2 separate regions of the Cricetulus griseus genome follow, and region 1 is linked to region 2. The links are chromatin contacts, called in public Hi-C maps. All regions are on one chromosome and are shown on one strand. The core of a region is the stretch at or near the end of the contact, and the rest is flanking DNA. Distances in the headings are between cores, read along the strand shown.

The links. A called contact is a pair of places that touch in the nucleus more often than the background predicts.
Region 1: a contact with region 2 is called in a Hi-C map of the CHO-K1 cell line, with 5 times the contacts expected there. The contact joins the promoter of Rce1 here to the promoter of Bbs1 in region 2. A contact is called at or near these places in 3 of 8 Hi-C or Micro-C datasets (the CHK-Q cell line and the CHO-K1 cell line).

The regions. Positions count from the first base shown.
Region 1 is chr3:54,657,760-54,662,406 of CriGri-PICRH-1.0, reverse strand. It overlaps Rce1 (CAAX prenyl protease 2), which reads right to left and starts at 2,910. Exons shown (of 8, transcript XM_035442046.1): 1 at 2,694-2,910; 2 at 2,456-2,558; 3 at 2,278-2,361; 4 at 1,963-2,041; 5 at 1,284-1,451; 6 at 1,088-1,159; 7 at 768-843; 8 at 1-480. The coding sequence starts at 2,878. The coding sequence ends at 120. CUNH11orf80 (type 2 DNA topoisomerase 6 subunit B-like) reads right to left here. Exons shown (of 17, transcript XM_027408677.2): 16 at 4,521-4,599; 17 at 2,960-3,476. The coding sequence ends at 3,103.
Region 2 is chr3:54,377,815-54,382,049 of CriGri-PICRH-1.0, reverse strand. Bbs1 (Bardet-Biedl syndrome 1 protein) reads right to left here and starts at 1,503. Exons shown (of 17, transcript XM_027408654.2): 1 at 1,350-1,503; 2 at 971-1,047; 3 at 833-867. The coding sequence starts at 1,396. It overlaps Dpp3 (dipeptidyl peptidase 3), which reads right to left. Exons shown (of 18, transcript XM_027408652.2): 18 at 2,279-2,824. The coding sequence ends at 2,649.

The DNA of each region.
Region 1 (4,647 bases), core at 1,661-4,160, 280 kb before region 2:
CCTAGGATTTTGTCCTTGTCCCCTCACGTCCAGCTGCTCCTCAACCGTTCTTTGAGAGGCTGCACCCTTTGGATATCTGCTCCTTCCTCTTGGTCCCTGGGGTTCAACTAGCTCTGGCTTCAATCCCCTACAAAAATTCCTGAGATCTCGGGGACCCCAGCCAGCCCCTCCCTTGCAGTATTCCATGATAAGGAGGGGCTGCAGAGCCCATCAGAGTTCACTGGGGTATACACAAGAGTGATGGTCAGGAGCACAGTAGGGTCTCTGAGGCTCCTGTTCGTTCCAAAAGCACGCAAAGGGGAAGGCTGCCATAGAGCTTGGGGTCCGTCAGGGGTTGAAGCAAAAGCAGGAAGAGTCCCACACCAAGAGCATAGCCTGCCAGCAGTGGCCACCTCTGTGGATGCTCCAGGGCTGCGCACACGGCAGGGAAGCCCATGTAGTTGCAGAAGGAGTGGCAGAGAACTGGCCCTATCAGGTGTCCTGGAGAGGGGAGACGGGCAAAGTATGAAGCAGCCCCACTACTGGTGGCCCTTCTAGAGTTAGTGGCCCTTGTCCCCTGAACAGGGCTCAATGACCCTCCCCACCCATTCATGTGCCCCCATGTCAGGACCTCTGCTTCCACCTTTTAGACCTTAAAAAGCTGAGGGCCCTGGCTTAAGTCTGCCTCAAGGACTGTGGTAGAAGAAACTTTGTCACAGGCATAGTATTCCCCTTCTCCCGCCCACATCCATGGGGCCCTGAGAATGCATGAAAAACTGAGGACCAACCTGTGCGGATGAAGAGGAAAGCCGTGTAAGCACCAAAGACAGCGGTGTAGGAGAACTGGAACGCTGGAGACGGAGGCTTCGAGTGACCACACCAGCATGCTCACCCTGCCCCAGTACTGCACACCAGAGACCACCCTTTCCTCTTGGCAGTGGCTGCCTGCCCACCATCTGTGGCTGTTCTCTGTACCCTACCTCCCAAGATCAGTGGTCCCCATGCAATATTTATAGCCCTGTATTTCCAGTCCTTTCTGTACAGTGGCTGTCAGGGATATCATAACACCCCAACCCTCACCTGTCCCAGGCAAGCTCCCCAGGCTCACCTGCAGACAAGAAGATATTTCCCACGCTGCTTTGGCGGAAACGTAGCTGCTCAATAATGTGATGAAAGTGGGCTGGAAGGAAGAGGTACAAACAACATCGTGTCTCTCTGGCCTGACGTCCAGCTCTCCCCTCACCCCAAGCCCTCATTTTCAGCCCTCATGCTGGGAACATCTTTGCTGGACCAGTTAGACTCACCAACTCCAAAAAAGAGTGGGCAGGTGAACACAGCAGGGCCCAGACCTGTGCATGGTGCTAACATGGGCAGCATACAAGCCCGGAACACCAGCTCCTCTGTCAAGGGTGCAATAACTTGGTTTCGTAGCCAGCGCATGTCTGTGAGGCAGCGGGCCCAAGAACGAGGGGCTAGGGTAAATATTCAGGATAAGTAATGAGTGCCAAGTTACTAAAAATACTCACTCCTCTCAGGGGCCCTCTCCCACAGATTTATTCTGGCCAAACTCAGGTCAGGAATCCTGAGAATCAGAATGGGGAAGGGAACAAACTTTATAAGACCTAATTTCAATATCTTGAGATATAATTGACAACAGTAAGGTAAGGCAACAGTATACGAGGGAGTCATAGTAAATTCTGATACCAAAATTCAATCAAGGCCAGTATTTGGGGAAGCCAAAGGATGGAAGAACAAGGGAAGATGCTGTCTGACCCATATCAAGTACTGTTTTGGGTCCTGAAAGGCCTCCTCGAGTACCAGGAATTTACAAGGTACCCAGCAGTATGATGCCTTTTACTGATGAAGAAACACACCCAGAGAGGTGACATCTCACCTCTTCAGTCCAGATCACATCTCACTGACTCCTCTCCCCAGTGTCCTGGACTGCCTGTGCCTACCTTTTCCTCAGTCTTGAAGACTCACCCAGGACAACCTTCAGCCCATCTGTCAGGTCACACGGGCAATCCATAGAGAGCTGCATCAGTGGACCCAGGAATAGGATCTGGGGGCAAAAAAAAAAAAAACCAGATCAAATGAAAGCCCCACCACAATCCAGTGCCCTTGGTCAGTGTCATGAGACCTCAGGCTTCCCGAGTTCTAGGGTTTCCCAGCAATACACACCTGGGGGCTCAAGGGCCACATCATAGTTTCTGTCTGTCATCTGCCAAAGGCAGGCTGGACACGGGGCATTTCATTACACTAGTGACAACAGAGTAGGAAAAAGGAAGCAGGACTCACCATAGTTAGCAGCAGGGGCAGCAGAGCTGCTGGGAAAATGCCCTCCAGCCTGAAGCCCATCAGGGTGAGCAGTGATGTGCCTGGCTGAGCCACAGGAAAGGGGGCATCAGTGATGTTCCCTCCCACAACAAAACCTGGGATCCTTTCCCTGGTTGCCCGCGCCCCGCCGCCTTCGCACCTGGATGCCAGTGAGTTCCCTCCAGAGCAGCACGCAGAGAGGGGACAGGCTGGAGACCACCAGGACGCTGGTGAAACGCCGCTTGATGACAGCAGGGTGGTCCCTAGGAAGGGAGCCGTAGGTTGAGCGGGCCTGCAGCAGCCGCTGGCCGCCGCGGCCCCACCCCCGTCGGCCCAAGCTCCGCCCCTGCCCCGCCTCGCGGGGGCGCGGATCCCGGCCGCGCGCGCAGCCCCCACACCTGGGCAGCTCGCTCTTCCACACGTAGAGGCTGCCCACATAGGAGCAGGCGAGACTGAAGCAGGAGAACACGGACACCCAGCAGCACAGCCCCGGGCCCGGGCCGCTCAGCGCGGCTGACTCGGGCTGCCGCTCCGGCCGCGACACCGACAGTAGACGCAGCCCGTCCCCGCCCAGCGCCGCCATCACGCCCGGACCCGCGGCGCGCAGCAGTGACGCAACTACGTGGATGACGTCAGGTGGCGGCGCGAGCGCCGGCTCCCCCGGGGCGCCCCTCCCCTTGAACTGTAGTCGACGCGTCTTGCTGGCAGCCGCTTTATTGAACCCTAGAGCGCGGGACACGCGTGCCCGGGGCATGTTTGGCCCGATGGGATTCTCAGCAGGGGGCACTTAGAGCCTGCGCCCCGGACTCAGCCACTCGGACAGATTGGAGACCTCTTGCAGCCACAGGTCCTGCGGGAGTAGAGGAGACGGTGGTGAGGACCCAGCCGCAGCCGCCCAGGCCCGCAGCCGCCCAGGCCCGCAGCCGCCTGTCCCTCCTGCGCCCGCCACGGTACCTCCAGGCCGCCCGCAGCGCTCGCTGCGTCGGGCGCCGGGGCCCTGCCGCGGGCTGCTGGGGCTTGTGGTCCTCCGGCAATGGGGGAGGCCACGGCGGGCTCCTGGTGGCGCGTGGCGGACTCTGGAGGGCTCGGGTCCTCGGCGGGGCACAGAGCTGGCGATTCTTCCCTGCCCTGGCTGGGGCTTCTTCTCTTGAGCCTCTTGTTTTCAGCTTGCCCGCCGGTCTCTAGGAGAAGACAGGTTCACTTCACCTCGCTCCCGCAGCCTTGTGCTGGCGCTGGAGTCTTGAGGCGGGGATGGGGCGTGGGGGGTGAGCGAGGGGGTATTCTTAATGAACTCTCCCACTCTATCCTTCCAGCTGAAATCCTTTTCAGCGCCTGGCCTTCCGTAGCGTTCCTTCCCCTTTTAGCTGGACCTTGATTAGGGGCATCTGTTACTATCCGCTCAGATTGAGTAATATGAATTTCAAGCTCCGATTGCTTCGGGCAGAAAGCATCTCAGTCTCTCTGGTGTTTAGGCAGTTACTACAGTGACAGCTTCTTGTTGTTGATATTTAAACAGGCTCTCGTGTAAGGCTGGCCTTAAACTGATCATCCTGCTTCTGTCTCCCAAACGCTGGGATTACAGACACGAGCCCAGTGATTCTCGACTTGTGTGGCTCGAGACCCCTTTGGGTCGAAGCCCTGTCTGTCACAGGGGTTGCATATCAGATACTTAATTGATTCATAACAATAGCAAAATTACGGTTATGGAGTAGCAACGAAAATAATTTTACGGTGTGTGTGTGGGGGGCACCACAACATAAGGGTTGCATTTTAACGTTAGGAAGGTTGAGAACTACTGTTAGCTTGTCTGTAACAGGTTCACTTGTGGAATCAAACTCAGGGTCTAGACAACAAACACTCTGCCACTGAGCTGCACGCCCCGCCCCCGCCCCCACCCACCCCTTAGGTGCAAATTTACAGCGTCTTTGCCTTAGCACATTCCTCCTGAGCAGCTCCCTGGGAATGTCAGCCACAAAAGCACTTTTCCTTAGAAAACTTAATGCGCACACTAATAAGTACAATGCACCGATTGCTAGTCCTCCTAACTTTAAAGTAGGAACGAATGCTGCTGCTCCTGCTCAAGACCCACAGTCGCTGTGAGAGCCAACCAATCCCAGCAGGTGGCAGCATAGCCGAAGTGCAGTGCAATAGTTGGATCAATCCAAGCCGTGGTTTTTATTTCTCGGCTTTAAGCCCAGGGTTTACCCATAAACCTGGAGCCTTACCTCCAAGGGACTCCGGACCGATATTCTCATGCCAGTTTTCCGTGCTCTGGGTGGAATGCCTCTTCTGTGGAACCGGGTGCTTTAACAGAAATTCCAAGTGAGTTTTGCAGAAGTCTGAATGAGCCTT
Region 2 (4,235 bases), core at 254-2,753:
CCTCCCCACTAAATAAATAAAATCTCATTTTTAACTTTGTTGCTAATTTTGTTTTGGGATGGGGATTGGTTTTTTGTGGGTTTTTGTTTGTTTGTTTTGAGGCAAGGTCTCACTATGTAGTTCTGCCTGGGCTCAAACTTGTCAGGCCAGCCTCAAACTCACAGAGATCGCTATCTGTCTCTATTCTCCAAATGCTGTAATTAAGACATGCATCACTACTCCCACCCCCAAATTAATTTTTAGAGAATTATATATCTGACCATTATAAATCTACAACTTTTTTCTGCTTTATTTCTACAGATCATGTTATAAAATTAATGTTTACTATCTAAATAAAATAGTGGTTAAGAGGACTGGCTGCCCTTCCAGAGGACCCTGGACAATTCCCCGCAACCAACATGGCAGTTCACAACTGTCTGTAACTCCAGTTCTAAAGGATCCGACACCCTCATAAGACATACATGCAAAACAAAACAAAACAAAAAAAACCAATGCACACAAAATAAAAATAAATAAATTATTGAAAGAAAGAAGTTCTGGAGGCTGGAGAGATAGCTCAGCGGTTGAGAGCACTGGCTGCCCTTCTAGAAGACCCAGGTTCAATTCCCAGCACCGACATGGCAGCTCAAAACTGTCTGTAACTCCAGTTCCAGCGGATCTGATATCTTCACACCAATGCACATAAAAACAAGTTAAATAAATTTAAAAATTAAAAAAATAAAGGAGTTGCAACTAAATGTGCCTTTTCAGTACGAATGGGTTCTAGAGTATGTTGCCCCTCTCTGCAAATCTCACTTCTGAGTTTTCCCCACTCAACTTTCTGATTGCCTACCTTGTACTCCCCATCGCCATGCAAATCTGCCAGAGCTGGAAAACACAGAGGGTCGTAAGTGGGAGCTCCAAAGGCTTCACCATTACCCGATCCTTCCATCCTCCTAGAATCCGGGCTTTCCCAGGTCTGGGGACTCACCCAGGCAGGGGGAGAAGGTATGGATGTTGGCCATGGGGTCGTAGTGCGCGTCCAGCCATTTCGAATTGGCTTCGCTGCTGTGAGGGAAAGGAGAGGATAGTTGGAAAAAGTGAGTCTCACGGGAAAGGAAGAAAGTTCTGAGTAAGATGATGCCCGAGCCTGAGAACACGGAGAAAGGAGAATCTGGGATCAATTGGCGCCCGGGGTGATCAGCCAATCACAAACACAGACGCTTCTTGGCCTTTGGTTTCCGTTACTGATTTCTAAACGGCCCTTTCAGAACTTTCAGCGCAGCCCGAAAGCAAGAGCCCGGGACTCGGCACCAAGGCGCGGTCTACTCATCTGAGGGAAAGGAAGCCCTAAGGAACCGGGACTTCACCTCTCAGTTCTCCCGCTGTCGGAATCCGCTGAAGACGTCGCAGCCATCTTCCCTAGCGTCGCCTTGGCAACCACCTCCGCTATAGCGCAACGCCCAATAGAATCCGGACACCAGAAAGCACAGAAACAAACGTTCCGGGGATGTAATTGTCCCGGCTGGAACCAGCCCGTTTCCTTGCCAGCATTTCCTCTTACATTATTTTGACTTATGGTTTCTGCACCAATAACAGGGTCCTGGGCTTCGAGGGCTGGGGAGGAGCTCTTGTTGGAGGTTAAGATCATCAAAATGAACTGCCTCAATTTTTATGGTTAGCCCAGTCGAAAAGTGTCATGTCCTTTCTTCTGACTGTAGAGGTCCAAGCTCTGAGACCCAAACCACGAGGATTAAAGGGCAGGATCTCAAGTTGATGGGTACTAGCTCTTAAGCTCCTGAAAGTTTAAAGTACAAGACGCTTGCTGCTCTTGCAGAGAACCCCAGTTTGCTTCTCAGCAGCCCATGGCAGCTCACAATTCTTTAAGTTTAGTTCTAGGGGATATGATACTATCTTCTAGCTTCTGCTGGGACCAGCCCACAGTGAGAAAATGCACACATACACAGAAAAAAAAATATTAAAAATATGTCATGGGGGCTGGAGAGATGGCTCAGAGGTTAAGAGCACCGACTGCTCATGGTGGCTCACAACCATCCGTTATGAGATCTGGTGCCCTCTTCTGATGTGCAGAATGGAAGCAGAATGTTGTAAACATAATAAATAAATAAAATCTTTAAAAAAAATATGTCACAAAGGAGAGCTGCAGAACTCATACTATGCCTCTGTGCTTTCCTTTAGAGACGATAGCAAAATCCTGTTGTGGACTGGAAGCCAGAAGTGCGGTACTGTGCCCTCCCCAGGCTCTGAACACAGGGAGGAAGAATCTCACACATAGCAATGATGGTTGTTTGTGGTATTTATTTTTCTGGTTATAAAAGTAATACACGAAGAGCATTGGATTTGGTGAGAACGCTTTGAGCCCTGGCTCTGTCACATGCCAGCTACCAGATTTAGACCAGTCACTTCTCAGAACTGCATTGTCCCATGTGGGAAACTGGACTAGGCAGCCTGTGGAGCTCCCTCCAAAGATGGCAGCGCAGACCAAGGAACTGAGGAAGTACTTGGTAAACCAGAAAGTGCTGACAAATAGAAGGGTTAGCATCACCACCCTCAGTTGAGGTAGCACCAGAGTCAGAGCCCACCCCTACCCCCCACTCCTAATGACACACACAGGTTTATGGAGTGGGGAAAGGAATCACGAAATCTTCTCAAGCCTGGCCAGCTGGGGCCTCCTTGACCTGGTCCCTCCAGAATCTGGCATCTGCTGTGGCTAGCTGGGTAAGGACCTCCTCCAATTCAGGCCCATCTTCTGGAAAACGCTCACAGAAAGATCGGATGAGACCAGCAGCTGAGGCCTCATACTCTACAAGCTGTACTTCTGAGCCTGGGAGGAGACAGAGAAAAAACAGCAGCACCGAAAGATGTGAATAGGGAAGCTGCATCATAGTAACAGAGTCGTAAGACTGTCGAGTGCTGACTGACCTCTTGGCACAAACTGTTCAACGTTTAGGCCAGTTATCTTAGTCATTAGAGTAACCAGTGAGGAAGGCAGAATTACAGCAGATTAAATGGACTGCTACCAGCTTTCATCCTTCCTGCATCAAAGCTCAAATGAAGTCTGGCATCGCAGTACATACCATAATCCAAGAGAATTCGAGTCTCAATAAAACCAAACCAAACCCCAACAATCACTAACAAAAATGATCAATAACAGAGCTTTGTCAGGAGGCTGGAGAGAGATAGCTCAGGGGTTAAGAGTACTTGTTGCTCTTGCAGAGGACCCAGGCTGCACTCAGCTTGGCCTCTAGAACCCACATGGTGACTCATAACCATCCAGTCCCAGGGTATACAATGCCCTCTTGTGGGCATTGTGTGTACACATGGTGCACATACATACATACAAGCAAAACACACATAAAATAAATCTAAAGTCAATTTTTAAGTGTAACATTAGATAAAACAGATACAGTCCTTGGCATCTTGAAACTCACAGTCCAGCAACTAATTGACATGTGTAGACCATGGGCAAGTTTCCCAGCTGTTCTAAGCCTCGGTGCCTTACAAGTAAAGTGGGAATAAGCACATGACCTCTTCTCTCAAGGTGCTATGATTATGTATGCTAGAGCATCAGTTGGTGCTCAATGAGTGCTAGCTACCTCAGCAGCAGCATCTCTGAGCACCTTACCTGCTAAATGGGCCTGTCTCCAGGCTCCTGAATTCTGGCAGGAAGCACCCCCTTTATCTTCTTCAGCTGCTCTACCTTTGACCTGTGTGTGGTGTGTGCACTGAGAGGTTCCCAGTAGTTAAGAGAGCAGGCTTCAGGCTAGCATGGCTCAAGTTCAAGTCTTGACTCTGCACCCACTTAGCTGTGTGGCCTGAGACAAATGTGATACATTTGTGTTGTGTATTTGAGTTCACAGACGAAAACTTCATCGGGCTTTGGAGTTAATCCTTGTGAGGCTCTGCCTTTTCTCAGTACTGGGGATGGCACCTAGGGCCATATCTGGCAGTGCAGACCATGCTGCCAATGAGCTACCATCCCAGCCTATCGTGAAAACATAGGACCTGGGACCTGCAAGTCCTCCAACACCACCATTACCATCACCACCAACTACCAAAGTGCTGGGGGTAAAACCCAGGGCCTATTATGTATTGGGAAAATGCTCCATCATAGGACATTCCACAGCTTAGCACCATCTTTGAAAAAATCCAACCTGTTCCTCAGGTCTGGTTTAAACACCACCACTTTCTCCCAAGAACTTTCCTGGGTACTCTAAAGATATAGATGGGATCTT